Linked DNA regions of Mus musculus: all the other regions are linked to region 2. A link is a contact called in public HiChIP or PLAC-seq and promoter capture Hi-C data. All regions are on one chromosome and are shown on one strand. The core of a region is the stretch at or near the end of the contact, and the rest is flanking DNA. Distances in the headings are between cores, read along the strand shown.

What was found. HiChIP or PLAC-seq counts read pairs in DNA pulled down with a chosen protein or histone mark. Capture Hi-C pulls out chosen DNA fragments and counts their contacts.
Region 1: a promoter capture Hi-C map of pancreatic islet shows a contact between it and region 2. The contact joins the promoter of Slc44a4 here to the promoter of Notch4 in region 2. A contact is called at or near these places in 3 of 39 promoter capture datasets (cranial neural crest, frontonasal cranial neural crest and hippocampal neurons), 2 of 115 datasets of contacts at active chromatin or transcription factors (bone marrow-derived macrophages and pancreatic cancer cells) and 2 of 9 other capture datasets (embryonic stem cells and pancreatic islet).
Region 3: a contact with region 2 is called in an H3K4me3 HiChIP or PLAC-seq map of embryonic stem cells, with 2.9 times the contacts expected there. The contact joins the promoter of 1110038B12Rik here to the promoter of Notch4 in region 2. A contact is called at or near these places in 1 of 484 Hi-C or Micro-C datasets (embryonic stem cells) and 3 of 115 datasets of contacts at active chromatin or transcription factors (embryonic stem cells, pancreatic cancer cells and stem cell-derived neural progenitor cells).

Annotation. Positions count from the first base shown.
Region 1 is chr17:34,911,781-34,915,933 of GRCm38.p6, forward strand. It overlaps Slc44a4 (solute carrier family 44, member 4), which reads left to right and starts at 2,686. Exons shown (of 21, transcript NM_023557.3): 1 at 2,686-2,740. The coding sequence starts at 2,707. It overlaps Ehmt2 (euchromatic histone lysine N-methyltransferase 2), which reads left to right. Exons shown (of 27, transcript NM_145830.3): 25 at 609-687; 26 at 854-1,029; 27 at 1,860-2,293. The coding sequence ends at 2,040.
Region 2 is chr17:34,562,561-34,567,033 of GRCm38.p6, forward strand. It overlaps Notch4 (notch 4), which reads left to right and starts at 1,735. Exons shown (of 30, transcript NM_010929.2): 1 at 1,735-1,949; 2 at 2,741-2,822; 3 at 2,913-3,208. The coding sequence starts at 1,886.
Region 3 is chr17:34,950,554-34,955,048 of GRCm38.p6, forward strand. It overlaps 1110038B12Rik (RIKEN cDNA 1110038B12 gene), which reads right to left and starts at 1,918. Exons shown (of 4, transcript NR_015536.1): 1 at 1,799-1,918; 2 at 1,583-1,620; 3 at 1,332-1,372. LOC115488834 (a small nucleolar RNA gene) reads right to left here and starts at 1,522; the gene lies at 1,460-1,522. Snord52 (small nucleolar RNA, C/D box 52) reads right to left here and starts at 455; the gene lies at 397-455. It also overlaps the pseudogene Gm8696.

The sequences.
Region 1 (4,153 bases), core at 1,436-3,935, 350 kb after region 2:
TTACCTGCACGCTGCCTAGATGGAGCATGCCTGTGGCAGACAGATCTGTAAAGTGGAGAATAGCTTTTTCCTGTGCACTTCCTCCCCTCTGCCGTCAGACTCACCTAGGTTCTCTGTGGCCTTTAGAGCAGAGAAGCCCCTTCACCTGCTCCGAGGACCTCCCAGTTTCTCTGTTCCCTCAACTTCTCAGACACCCACTTCTCTTGGGCAATTCCTCTTCCAGCCACATGGGGCGACCTCATGACTGATGTAGCTGCGCAGAGCCTACCACCTGTTTGATAGTTCCTGGTGCACACACCTCCTAATGTCTAAGCCTGGCAACTTTCCACCCAGCCAGCCACCAGGGATGCTAATCCCCAGAACACAGGCTCACACACACACACACACACACACACACACACACACACGTCATCTCCCACCATGCCTGCTCAGGTCTTGCAGGCTCCACCTGTACAGAGCCTCCCACCTGCCTGTCTACAGCTGCACAGCGACCCCTAGTGGCTGGACCATGTCCTGCATCTCTCCCCTGGGCTCTGAGAACTGAGTGGGAAGGTGGGGCCGGGAGCCCTGCTCACTGTTCATGCAGAACTGAAGTTTCCGTCCAACAGGTATGTAGGAGAGCTGATCTCTGATGCCGAGGCTGATGTGAGAGAGGATGATTCTTACCTCTTCGATTTAGATAACAAGGTGGGATGCAGCACCTCTGCCCTCAACTACCAAAGGCTGCTTTGTGCAGCCACCTGTAACATCTGGGACTGGAAGCCTGGGTGGAGGGACTGGGTGTCACTGCAGGAACACTAGCCAGGCAAGTGGATAGAAGTGGATATTAAGAACACTGTGTCTCCACCCCCAGGATGGCGAGGTTTACTGCATTGATGCCCGTTACTATGGCAACATCAGCCGATTCATTAACCACCTGTGTGACCCCAACATCATCCCTGTCCGGGTTTTCATGCTGCACCAAGATCTACGGTTCCCACGCATTGCCTTCTTCAGCTCCAGGGACATCCGGACTGGGGAGGAGCTGGGGTGAGGAGCCAGCCTGAGGGCACTGACCAGCCTTTGGTGTTCTTTTTTTTTTTTTTTTTTTTTTCCCGGTTTTTCGGGACAGGGTTTCTCTGTGTAGTCCTGGCTGTCCTGGAACTCACTCTGTAGACCAGGCTGGCCTCGAACTCAGAAATCTGCCTGCCTCTGCCTCCCAAGTGCTGGGATTAAAGGTGTGTGCTACCATACCCGGCTTCCTTTGGTGTTCTTAGGTGTCCCTTGGAAGGCTTGTTAAAACTGTGTAAGGCAGGAGTAGGAACATACATTCATGATCACAGCACTCAGGAGGCTGAGGCAGGAGGATCACAAAGAGTCTGGGCTACAGAGTGAGACCCTGTGTCAAAACAAAACAAGAGAAGTCCAGGTTGCCCTGGTATCACATGCCTGTCATGCTAGTGTTTGAAAGAGCTTGAAGCAGAAGTACCTACAAATTCAAGGCCAGCCTGGGCTAACTACAGAGTTCAGGACAGCCAGGCCTATGTAGAGAGACCCTATCTTAAGCAAAAAACAAGAAGGGGGATGGGGGCTAGTGTGGGTTGGCTGGATGGTTGAGTATACTAGGCCCTGGGCAGGCTGCATCCCACTTCCCGCAGAGCCTCGGGAGAGTCTGGTCACAAGGCAGGAAGGCTAGAAGCCTGCATTTATGACAGTTCTCTGGGAGTGTGAGTCAACAGAGCCAACAAGGACCTGGAGTCCATCTGCAGGAGTGGTTGGGTGGAAGAAGGTGGATCCCTCAAGAGGGCTCCTGGGCTCTATGAGATGGGTTTGAAGTGTCTAGATCCAAGGGCCAAGAGCTCCTGTGTTTCCTCTGCCAGCTTTGACTACGGTGACCGATTCTGGGACATCAAGAGCAAGTATTTCACCTGCCAGTGTGGCTCTGAGAAGTGCAAGCATTCAGCGGAGGCCATCGCCCTGGAGCAGAGCCGCCTGGCCCGGCTGGACCCCCACCCGGAGCTGCTCCCTGACCTCAGCTCCCTGCCCCCCATCAACACCTGAGGACTCTTAAAATCCAGGCCGGGCACTGCCCTTCAGACATTTCTCCATCAGAGACCCCAGTAAGGCCTGGAAGGTCGATGGCCCCTCTCCCAGAGCTGGTTTCTCACTGGGAGTGCAAGTGACTTCAGGGCTGGCCTTCCCCACTGAGCCTGGCCTCAGTTAGCTGATTGAAGTTGGGCCTCTGCCAGCTGATTTTCTGTGTTCTCAATAAATGTTGGGTTTGGTAATAAACTGTCTGGTGATTGTTTCAGGACGATGAGGACTATGGGGCTGAGGGGACAGTTGGGTAGGAAGCAAGCTGTGGCTGTGGGGTGGAAGAGAACAGCTGTGGGGCACCCACTGGCCACAGGGGTTTAAGGAAAAGCAAATCACAACCTAGAGGTTTGGGTGTGCCACAGTTGAAGTACTCTAAACAATTATGCAGTGTTTCCTTATCAAAGTGCTCCGGTTTCTTCCTGCTGCGGTCCGTAGCAGACCCGGTAAGCAGCTCCTGGGACCCAGTTCTGAGCCCTGGTACCCCTGGGCTGGTCAAGAGTTGAGATCTGAAAAAGGAACTGTAGAGGACCACAGGCAGGGGCGGGGCTGTGACGTCTGGGAGGGAGGGCGGGGCGGGCGGCAGGTGAGCGGCTAGGTCTCCGTGGCTCCAATCACTCCGGAGACTGAGCCATGGGGAGAAAGCAGAATGAGAACGAGGCTCACGGTAAGGCTAGGGGCAGAGGCCCGGGCTCTGGAGAGAGGTGGCCGGGCTCTGCAGCCATGGCAGCTGAGGTTGGATCCTGACAGAGGAACTGGAGTCCTGGGTCTCTGAGGAGCGGCTACAGGAAAACAGGAGTCAAGGAAAAGAGACAGAATCAGGTCCTGGAAGGATGGTCTGAGCCGCCAGAAAGATCTTGCATACTAAATGGAACCTGGATGAGCAGGAGTTGGGGCTGGCGTCCCTGTGTGGCCAGCGGAGTGGGGAGGTCAGGCCTGGGCTGTAGGTCCCTGAGGGCAGAGCCCTAGCAAACAAAGCCTGTGTGGTTAGGAGGCAGGTTAGGGTCCCGATGCTCTGGACTTAGAGTCCAGCAGTGTCCTGCGCTGTGGTTGCTGGGGGGGGGGGTGTCTGTCAACCCACACCCTGTGAAGAGGCAGGAGCTGAGACTCCTGTTGGGATCTGTGTGAAGAGTTGGGGAGATGGGCCTCTGAACTAATAAAGTCCTTTGAGGAGTAGGGGGCTGGAACCCCAAACTTCTGCAGTCAGCCTGCTAGGATTCCTGTGAAATGGAGGGCCTGGGACCCTGAGCTGCTGGGGTCTGCATGCTAGAGTCCCAGAGGGGGGGGGGCAGGTACCGTGGACTAAAGGAATTCTTGTGAGAATTTGGGGTGGGACCCCGAGATGCTAGGGTCTGCCTGCAAGGACCCCTGTGAGGAGTGGGGCCTAAGGTGGAGAGACAACTGACACCTGCCTTCAGGTTTCAGTTGGGAAGAAGTGTGTATGTTGGTGTATCTAGAGCACTTTAAGTAATCGGGGCCAGGGCTGTGTGGAAGGGGAGGTCTGAGGGGAAACAGGGGAGGCCTGTTTCCAGAACTGCTGAAGTAAAGGGCTGGAAATCTTTCCCCCAGATCCTGAGACTGGACGGGGAAGAGAGAGGGCTGAGGGTTGGGCCTCCTCTAGGTGGGGCTGGTGTCCCCTAGAAGACCGAGTAATAGCCAGAGCACAGAAAACTTCCTGGAACAGCCTTGGGTCAATCATTGACCCTGTGTCTGTGAGCCCGGGTGGGACAGAGTCCAAAATGCCCACAAAAGAAGATACCTGCCCCAGGCTAGCCCACCCCTCAGCTGTCCCTCAGTGCCCACCAGGACCCTGGCAGCCTGGCCCCGCCCTGCCCCGCCCCCTCCCCTGTGTACTCAAGGAGGACCAGGAACAGGACGTGGCCACAAGGCCACAACCACAGCAGCCGGCTCAGGTGTCAATCTGGCTGGCCACCCAGAGCCGTGCGGTAGCCGGAGTGGGGTGGTGGTGGTGGGGCGGTCTTCGGAGCTCCCATTGCCCTGCAGGGTTTCATAGCTTTACTATCCTTTCTTTGTCATATCCTTGGGCCAGAGGGCTGAGATAAGTGATGATGGTCCCCTG
Region 2 (4,473 bases), core at 485-2,984:
CACACATATATATGAATATATATATATTCATATGTGTGTGTGTGTGTGTGTGTGTGTGTGTGTGTGTGTGTAGTGGCTCAGTGAACCAGGACTGGCCCAGGGTGCATGAAGCTCAGGGTTTGATTTCCAATGCAGTGTAAACAAAGGGGACATCGGTGCACAGCAGTAATCCTAGCAATTAGGAGATGGAAGCAGGAGCATCAGGAGTTCAAGGTCATCCTCACCAACACAGCAAGTTCAAGGCCAGCCTGGTGGGGGTGGGGGCACACTGTCAGTGTTCCTAGCAGGCAGATCCTACTGCAGGCAGCTTCCAGGACTGCTCGAGGCTGAGCAACCTGCTCCTGCAGACAGCTCCTCCACCCTGGGCCGTACCTAGAGCTTGCAGAGCTCCAAGAATGGCTGACTCCAAAGCTGTGCTGGGTCCTCAGGGAGAGTGAGCCCTGGGCATTATAGCACACACTGTAATCCCAGCACTTAGGAGACTGGGGCAGGATGCTCGTGAGTTTGAGGCTAGCCTCCACTACCTGGTGAGTTCCAGGCCAGCCTGGGCTACAGAATGAGACCTTGTCCAAAGTTGAGGTTTTTTTGTTTTTTTTGTGTTTTTGTTTTTTATTTGGTTGGTTGGTTGGGTTTGTTTGTTTGCTTGCTTGCTTTTAATAAAGATAAAAGGAGGTAGCATGAACTTTTGGGGGTAATGAATTCCCTTTATGGTTGTCTTTTTTTATAGATGACTTAAATTTTATGTCTTGACTAACATCTTGACTGTACCCCAGCATCCTTTGTGGAGGAGAGAGGTAGAGGTGGATGAAATAGAGTGTCCCTTTGTTATTGGTAATGACAATATTTTACATTCCTCTCTGAAGGAAGGCCAAGCCTCCAGACTCGTGGTAAAGTATCAGTGTAGAACACGGGAAGCCTGGGTTCCGTCTCCACTCGGAGGAGGGCCCAGCGTCCTGTCCACTCCCCAGGAAAAAGCCAGGCATGGAGTCATGTGCCTGTAACCTCAGCACCCAGGTGGCAGCTGCAGAAGGATCCCACAGGTTCCAGGCCAGCCAGGACGATTCGCACAGCCAGGATGTTGCGCACAGTGAGATCTTGTCTCAAAATACCTTTTTAAAAAACTAACACCCCGGGCTGGTGAGATGGCTCAGTGGGTAAGAGCACCCGACTGCTCTTCCGAAGGTCAAGCCACCACATGGTGGCTCACAACCATCCGTAACAAGATCTGATTCTCTCTTCTGGAGTGTCTGAGGACAGCTACAGTGTACTTACATATAATAAATAAATAAATAAATAAATAAATCTTTAAAAAAAAAAAAAAAAACTAACACCCCCAGAAAGAGCCAAGGAAAGGTCTAAAGATCCCCTGGGTTTGCCAAAGTGACCGGTTTCAGTTCAAGACACGTTGCTGCTCCTTTGAAAAGAGGGTGTGTCACACCAGAAACTGAGAATCCTCCCCTTGTCCCAACACCTCTGTCTAAGACCTGCCCTTCCTGGGTCACAGTAGCATTCCCTTGCCACTCCCAGTCCTGTGAAAAGGAAGCCGTATTGACCATTAAAATGACAGGAACTCCCCCATTTGGCTGACCCCCCACCCTGGGCCCTAAGAGCAAACCAGCTCCCCTCCCGGCCAGCCACGCCCCTCTCTTACTCTCCCTTGTCTTCCTTCACACACACACCAACCTCTCGCTCCCCCCACCCCCCATCAGTAGGGTGTCCAGGACATTGTGTGACTCAGGAAACAGCTCAGACTGAGGCGTGCAGCAGGCTCAGGAGGAAGAAGGGCGGTAGAGGCAGAGGAGGTGGCCTTGCCTGGCCACAAGGGCTCTGAGGGTCCCTGCCTGAAGAGGGAGAGGAGATCCGGGCCAGGGGCAGGCGCTCTGGAATGCAGCCCCAGTTGCTGCTGCTGCTGCTCTTGCCACTCAATTTCCCTGTCATCCTGACCAGAGGTGAGGGGGTGGGGGCATATCTCTCTTGGGGAGATGCTTGGTGAGGTCAGGGAAGAAAGCCAAGTCCCAGGCTCTGAAAGGACACTGGAGGGAGGAGATTCTGTCCCCTCTAATGGGGACAACCTGCAGGGAGGGCTGACTGACTCCGGGGCTACAGGAGACCCAGGTTTGTGCCTGGTGCTAGGGGTGGTGCCTGCTGTTGGGTGGGAAGGAGGGTGTCCATGCCCAGGGAGAAGCCAGCTGGTTCTGAAGTAAGAGGAACAGACAGACAAACAGGAGAAAAAATGGACTGCCTGATATGGGGAAGAGAGGAGTGAGAAGCAAGAGATGGAGACAGAGAAGAGCCCACCGGCTCCCTTTCTGTCCAGATGTCCCCAACCCCAGTGGCTCATTGCTGGCCTTTCCTGAAGGAAATCCCTTAGGTGTCTCAGCCATTCACATCCCAGGAGCGCTCTTGGCTCCCTCCTAAGCCCTGTTGCCCTGCTTCCGGGGGATGGAGCTGGGCTGAACTTGGGAGACTGGAGAATAAACAGGAAAGGGGTGGGAAGAATAACAAGCTATGAATGGAAGGCCTGGGACAAGGCTGGGACAAGGGGACCCTGTGGAGACTGGGACTGGGGTGTGAAGGAGAGAGAGAGAATGATAGAGCACCATGCACCTGGGTAACATGGGGTGGGGGAGTGCTGAGCTGCTGGTCAGTGGCCTGTAAGGAGGACCTGGTGGAGGAAGGGCAAGCCATCTGGAGACCCTTGGACCCTGGGCTCCATCTCATCTTCCAGTCTCTTCTCCAGAGCTTCTGTGTGGAGGATCCCCAGAGCCCTGTGCCAACGGAGGCACCTGCCTGAGGCTATCTCGGGGACAAGGGATCTGCCAGTGAGTGTGCATCATAGGAGCGGGACCTGGGGAGACAGGACGGGGAGGAGGAGGGGGAATCACTGGCCTGAAATGTCCCTCTACCCCTAGGTGTGCCCCTGGATTTCTGGGTGAGACTTGCCAGTTTCCTGACCCCTGCAGGGATACCCAACTCTGCAAGAATGGTGGCAGCTGCCAAGCCCTGCTCCCCACACCCCCAAGCTCCCGTAGTCCTACTTCTCCACTGACCCCTCACTTCTCCTGCACCTGCCCCTCTGGCTTCACCGGTGATCGATGCCAAACCCATCTGGAAGAGCTCTGTCCACCTTCTTTCTGTTCCAACGGGGGTCACTGCTATGTTCAGGCCTCAGGCCGCCCACAGTGCTCCTGCGAGCCTGGGTGGACAGGTAAGTACAATCAGGAGGAGCCTGTAAGTCATTCTTGTTGCTGTGACTCAACTCCCCACAATGGCAGTAGCTGCCTGAAGGAAGGAAGGCTTTATCCAGGCTCAAGGTCTGAGGGTTCAGCATCCTGGTAGGGAAGTCCTGGTAGAGGTGACAGCCTAATATTGAACAGAAACCCAAAGCTGCCAGATCATACAAGATTTACAGTCAAGAGCAGAGAGAACGGCAACACCCTTGCTTGCTTGGTCTCATCTAGCGTTCTCCTGCCATGCATAGTTTGAGACCCTCACCTAGGGAATGATGCCACGCATAGGGAATGGTGCTGCCCACAGTGGGCTGAGCCCTTCTGCATCAATTATCAGTCTAGAGGATCCCAAAGACAAGCCCACAGGGCAACCTGACCTAGGCAATTCCTCAACTGAGGCTTTCTTCTCCGGTGATCTGGGTTGTGGCAAATTGGTAGACACAACTAACTAGCACACAGACGTAGATAAGTGCTGGTACACGGCTTGCTTGCTTTTTATGCAAGTCCGGAACAGCAATACGGGAATAGTGCTGCCCACATTCAGAGTAGCTTTCCCCACTTCAATTTTCCCAATCTGTAAACTCCCTCAAAGACATACCTTCTGGCCACTGCAGGTGTTGGGCACACATGTGGTGCACAGACATACAGACATATGCAAAACACTCGTAAACATGTAAAAAAAATCTGTAAAATGGAAAAAAGTAAAGAACGGGACAGTCGGGCCAGCAAGACTGCTCCGTAGGTAGCACCTGCTTCCAACCCTGGCAACCTGAGTTCAATTGTGGGATCCACACAATACCATGGAAGGAGAGAAACAAAAGAGTAGAAAGCAGGGCTGGAGGTGGTAGCTGAGCTGGCAGAGTGTTAGCCCAGCATGCATGGATGCCAGCATTTGATGCAATGGTGCATTATTCAGCTGCAGAGGCTGGAACACACGCCCATACTCAAGAAGTAGATGCAGGAGGATCAGCAGCTCAAAGTCAGGCTGGGCGGTGTAGTAAATCCCAGCATTCAGGAGGCAGAGGCAGGAGCATCTCTGTGAGTTAGAGAGTAGTGTTGTCTACAGAGCAAGATCCAGAACAGCCAGGGCTATGTAGAGAGACCCTGCGTCAAAAAAGGAGAAAGAGGAGAAGTTTGAAGTCATCTTTAGATAATGCTGATATTAGATCTTGACTTAAAGAAAACCAAAATGTGAACAATAATAGCAACAACAACAAGAAATTCACTCAGAGAGGCAAAGTGA
Region 3 (4,495 bases), core at 668-3,167, 390 kb after region 2:
TCCAACAAGGTCAGCTTTACAATCTGCACAGCGGGTTCATTGTGCTAACTTTACAGGCCCTAGTGACATCATACAAAGCCTTCAACAACCCCTCCACCCCGCCTTTACTGCTTTATTACCCTGAAAAGTGAGCTAACCACCCACCTTCATGTGGGCAGGACAAAGGGCTGGCTCTCATTAGATGATTAGCTCATTCAGGTCACATCTAGGTCACTTCCACCTTTGTCTGGATTCCAAGGTTAGCCCTCATCTAGGTGAGGGGATGGGGCCCCTGTGAAGTCCTCAGAGCTCACCCTGGAGAGTTAAGATGGGCACAATGAGAAACAGGAGAGCAGGGTATGTTCCTCACCAGAGCCAGTGTTGGCACACTGGGCTCAATCTCAAGAGGTTCCCCAAATGAGTCAGATTTATAGCTGACATCAAGGACAGCGTCAGAGACTCTAGTCTGTGAAATCATCACTCTCAATTGAGGGAGACCAGAACCTAGGGTACCACCCAGGGAATGTCAATCCGATAGACACAGGATGCGGTAGCCAGTGTGTGTAGTTAGGCTTCGGACTGTTGCAGAGCTATATAAAGCCAAAACTCCTGGGGACTGAAATTTAACTGCTAAAACCTTTAACGAAAAAAGGTGGCATGGGCCGGAGAGATGGCTCATAACCATGTGTAATGGGATCTGACGCCCTCTTCTGGTGTGTCTGAAGACAGCAATAGTGTACTCACAAACATCTAAATCTTAAAAAAAAAAAAAAAAAGGTGGTTGGAGCCAGGACTAAGGCCATCCTGAATTGAGAGCCCGTCTAAATACCCAAAAGCATAGTCTAAAACAGTGGCTCTCAACCTGTGTCACCAAGGAACCCTTACATAGGGGTCCCAGACAGGACAGCCTGTGTTATCACAATAGCAAACTTTAGTTATGAAGATACAAGGAAAATAAAACCGATGGTTAGGAACATCACAGCCCGAGGAACTGCATTAAAGGCCCTCAGGAAGGCTGAGACCCACTGCCGTGGACTAGCATACAGAACTTAAAGGCACAAGAAATAATCAAGGCAGCTCCTGGATCCACCATAGATTTAGAGTTAGGGAGATTAGTTAAGATCTAAAAACAAAAAGATGGCTGGGTGGTAGCTTGCTTGGAGACTGGCTAATGCAGGCAGGATATTAAGAACAAAACAAGGGCCAGTCGGTGGTGCTGTATGCATTTAATTCCAGAGAGTAGAGGCAGGCGGATCTGAGATCAGGGCTACATGGAGAAACCCTGTCTCGAATCCACCCCTTCCAAAAAGTCAAGCCAAGAGACAAGCATGCCAGTGAAACCTAAGACTAACCTTTCTTCAGGTGTAGGCAGCTGGCGTGTGTCCTCAAATCCCTACCAGAAAGCAAGACACAGAGGTAAATTACTCAGAACTCTAGGCCACTCAAAACCCACGCCACTGCCGATTTTGGACCCGGGGACGGTCAGCGCGCTGCGGTGATGGCGTCAGCGAGACACTCAGAATCACCAGAAATCATCATTACTGTCCTCTCCCCGAAACCAGCCCCTCCTCACACCGCCTACCTCTCGCCAGCATGCGCTTACCATTGTGCTACTGGGTACGGCTGGCGTGGGCCAGGAACCTGGAAGAGATCATTGAATGAGCACAGGTCGTAGAGACCCCGGCCTGCAGCCCCCACCCCGGCCTGGGTCAGTTACAAGGAGTGGCGTCACGTGGACATCAGAAACTCTAGTCTGTAAATGTGGGTCATCATACCCGGCCCCACACCGCAGAGCCCTCCCCACAGGACCCCAGGATACCTGCGGCACGAGGCGGACCCATGCCTTGCTCTCCGGAGTCCTCAGACCCTGCCCAGACCGGTGGAGAACAAAGAAGGGTGAAAACACGGCAAACCGTGTGGGCGGGTGCACAAAGAGACCCGTGTGCCGCCCGCCTCGGCCATTTATACCCACGCCTGGCCCGGGGGTCCTGACGGACATAGTCGTCTTCTCATATGCCTGACTTGATCGCGCTGACAAATGCGAAGGGAACAAAGAGGAATCATGTTTCTTACTGTCCTAAGTAGAGAATCATGTATATGACGACAATTTGATAAACTACCAATCCAAAGGAAAGAAAAAAAAAAAAGAAAGAAAGAAACAGGCAGCCTAATCGGCCAAGATTGGGTAAAGACCCTGGAGCTCCTACAGGATAGGTCAGCTCTTTGGTCTCCTTTAGGCTTATGGCTTTGCGGATTCTGTACTCATGTTTGGATCCAGTCTACCCAGGAGGACTCATATTGCCTACACCTAGCAGAAAAATCTGAATTTGCACCTCAGCTTCTGCTCTCCGTTAAAAAGAAAAAAAAAAGAAAAAAAAAAGATTACTGAGTGCTCTGCTGCATGTACACGTGCGTGCCAGAAGAGGGCATCAGATTCCCTTATACATGGTCACGAGCATTTGGTTGCTGGGAATTGAACTCAGGACTTCAGGAAAAGCAACCAGTGCTCTTAACTGGTGAGCCATCTCACCAGCCCCAACATTTTTATTTAAAGGGGGATAAAAGCCACACACACACAAACACACATCTGGCTCATAGTCTAAGATGGGTTCCAACCATGCCTACAATTACAGGCGTGACACACTACTATGTTGAGAGAGAGAGAGAGAGAGAGAGAGAGAGAGGGGGGGGGGGTCGGTTTCAAGACCGGGTTTCTCTGTGTAACCCTGACTGTCCTGGAACTTGCTCTGTAGACTAGGCTGGCCTCGAACTCACAGATATCTACTTGCCTCTGCCCTGAGTGCTGGGATTAAAGGCATACAACACCACTGGCCAGCTTTTAAGAAATATTTTTAGATTGATTGTATTTGTGTCTATGTGTGTTAGAGGAAGTTGTAAGCCACCTGGTGATAGGTGCTGGGAACTGAAGCCAGGTCCTTAGAAAGATCAGTAAGTGCTCCTGACCACTGAGCCACTGCTCCAGCCCCTTTGTCTTTTTTTTTTTTTTTGAGACAGCAATTCTGTACCATGACGGTCAACATTCCTACTTCCTTTTCCTAAATGCTGAAATTACATGTGCAAGGCACTATACGCTTCTCTATCTTCATTTTAAAATACATTTTAGCCAGAAGCAGTGGTGCACAACTTTAATCCTAGCACTTGAGAGGCAGGGGCAGGTAGATCTCTTTGAGTTCAAGGCCAGCCTGGGCTACGCAGTGATGAGATAGTGCCTCAGAACATAACTAAAATTTAAAATCTAAGAATCCTATAGTAGCCGGGCAGTGGTGGCACATGCCTTTAATCCCAGTACTTGGGAGGCAGAGGCAGGCAGATTTCTGAGTTCAAGGCCAGCCTGGTCTACAGAGTTAGTTCCAGGACAGCCAGGGCTACACAGAGAAACCCTGTCTCAAAAAACAAAACAAAACAAAAAACAAACAAAAACAAAAACAAATAAAAGAATCCTATAGTAATTATGTGTTCGATAAGTCTCTCAGTTCCTAGGCCCAAGTTCCACCTGGGAGGGTTATAGGAAGAGACTCTTCAGTTCCAAACTGAGTGCACGTTAGCCAGAAATGACCTCTAACAGTGTAAAATGGCTTACGAATTAACTGCTTCTCTAATGAGCATAATTGCCTTGGCCTCTATTAAACTATTACTGAAGACTTCTTTTTTTTTTTTTTAAACGCAGATGTAGTACAATATAATAGTAACTGGTTGAAAGTAGTACATGCTAACAGACAATATGATACACAAACAGGGTGGCAGTAGACAGGAAAGGGCAGAGGCCACGGCCTACACCAAGAGCCTTTCAATAGACTGCTGAATGGACTGGATCTGCTGCTTTAGTTGAGAGCCTTCTTTGATGGTAACAGAACAGGCGATGACTGGCCTGGAGATGCCACACGCCCCGTCCTAAAGCCTGCTTGGAGCGCACAAATACATAGGGGACATTCTTGTCTTCTCACAGCAGAGGGAGGTGCAGGATGATCCCCAAGGGCTCAGCGTCTGCTGCCATCACAGTGAACTCAGAGATGCCTCTGTTGGGGGTTTTGGTGGCTTCATTGGCTCCTTTCCGAAGCTGCTTGTAGTTACATGACTGTTGAACAAGGCCCAGCAGCTTCTTGGTGAGGTGGGCATCTGCGAGGGGATAGGCCTTCGGAGTCACATCAGTCTCTGTCATGGCTGCGGTGTGCCGGCCTCGCCGCGACTCGACGACAGCCCACCTCAAGAGGGACTGAAAAACTACTGAAGACATCTTTACCCTAGGGTGGCCTTAAAGTTTCTGTTTGGACATGTTAGAATTGCATGCAGTTTACACCTTGCCCAGCAAATCGATTGATTCTCCATGGAGCTGGAGATTGAATTGAGTGCCTCATGCATATACTAGGCAAGCAGTCTCCCCTGACCTACCCTCCCCAGCTCTCAAAGGCTGGCATTGCCCCACTAAAACCCTGGAAGAGCCAGGGGTCAAAAGGTTTCTGAGGAAAGCAGCTCTGTGCCCTAGGTTCTGCCTGCT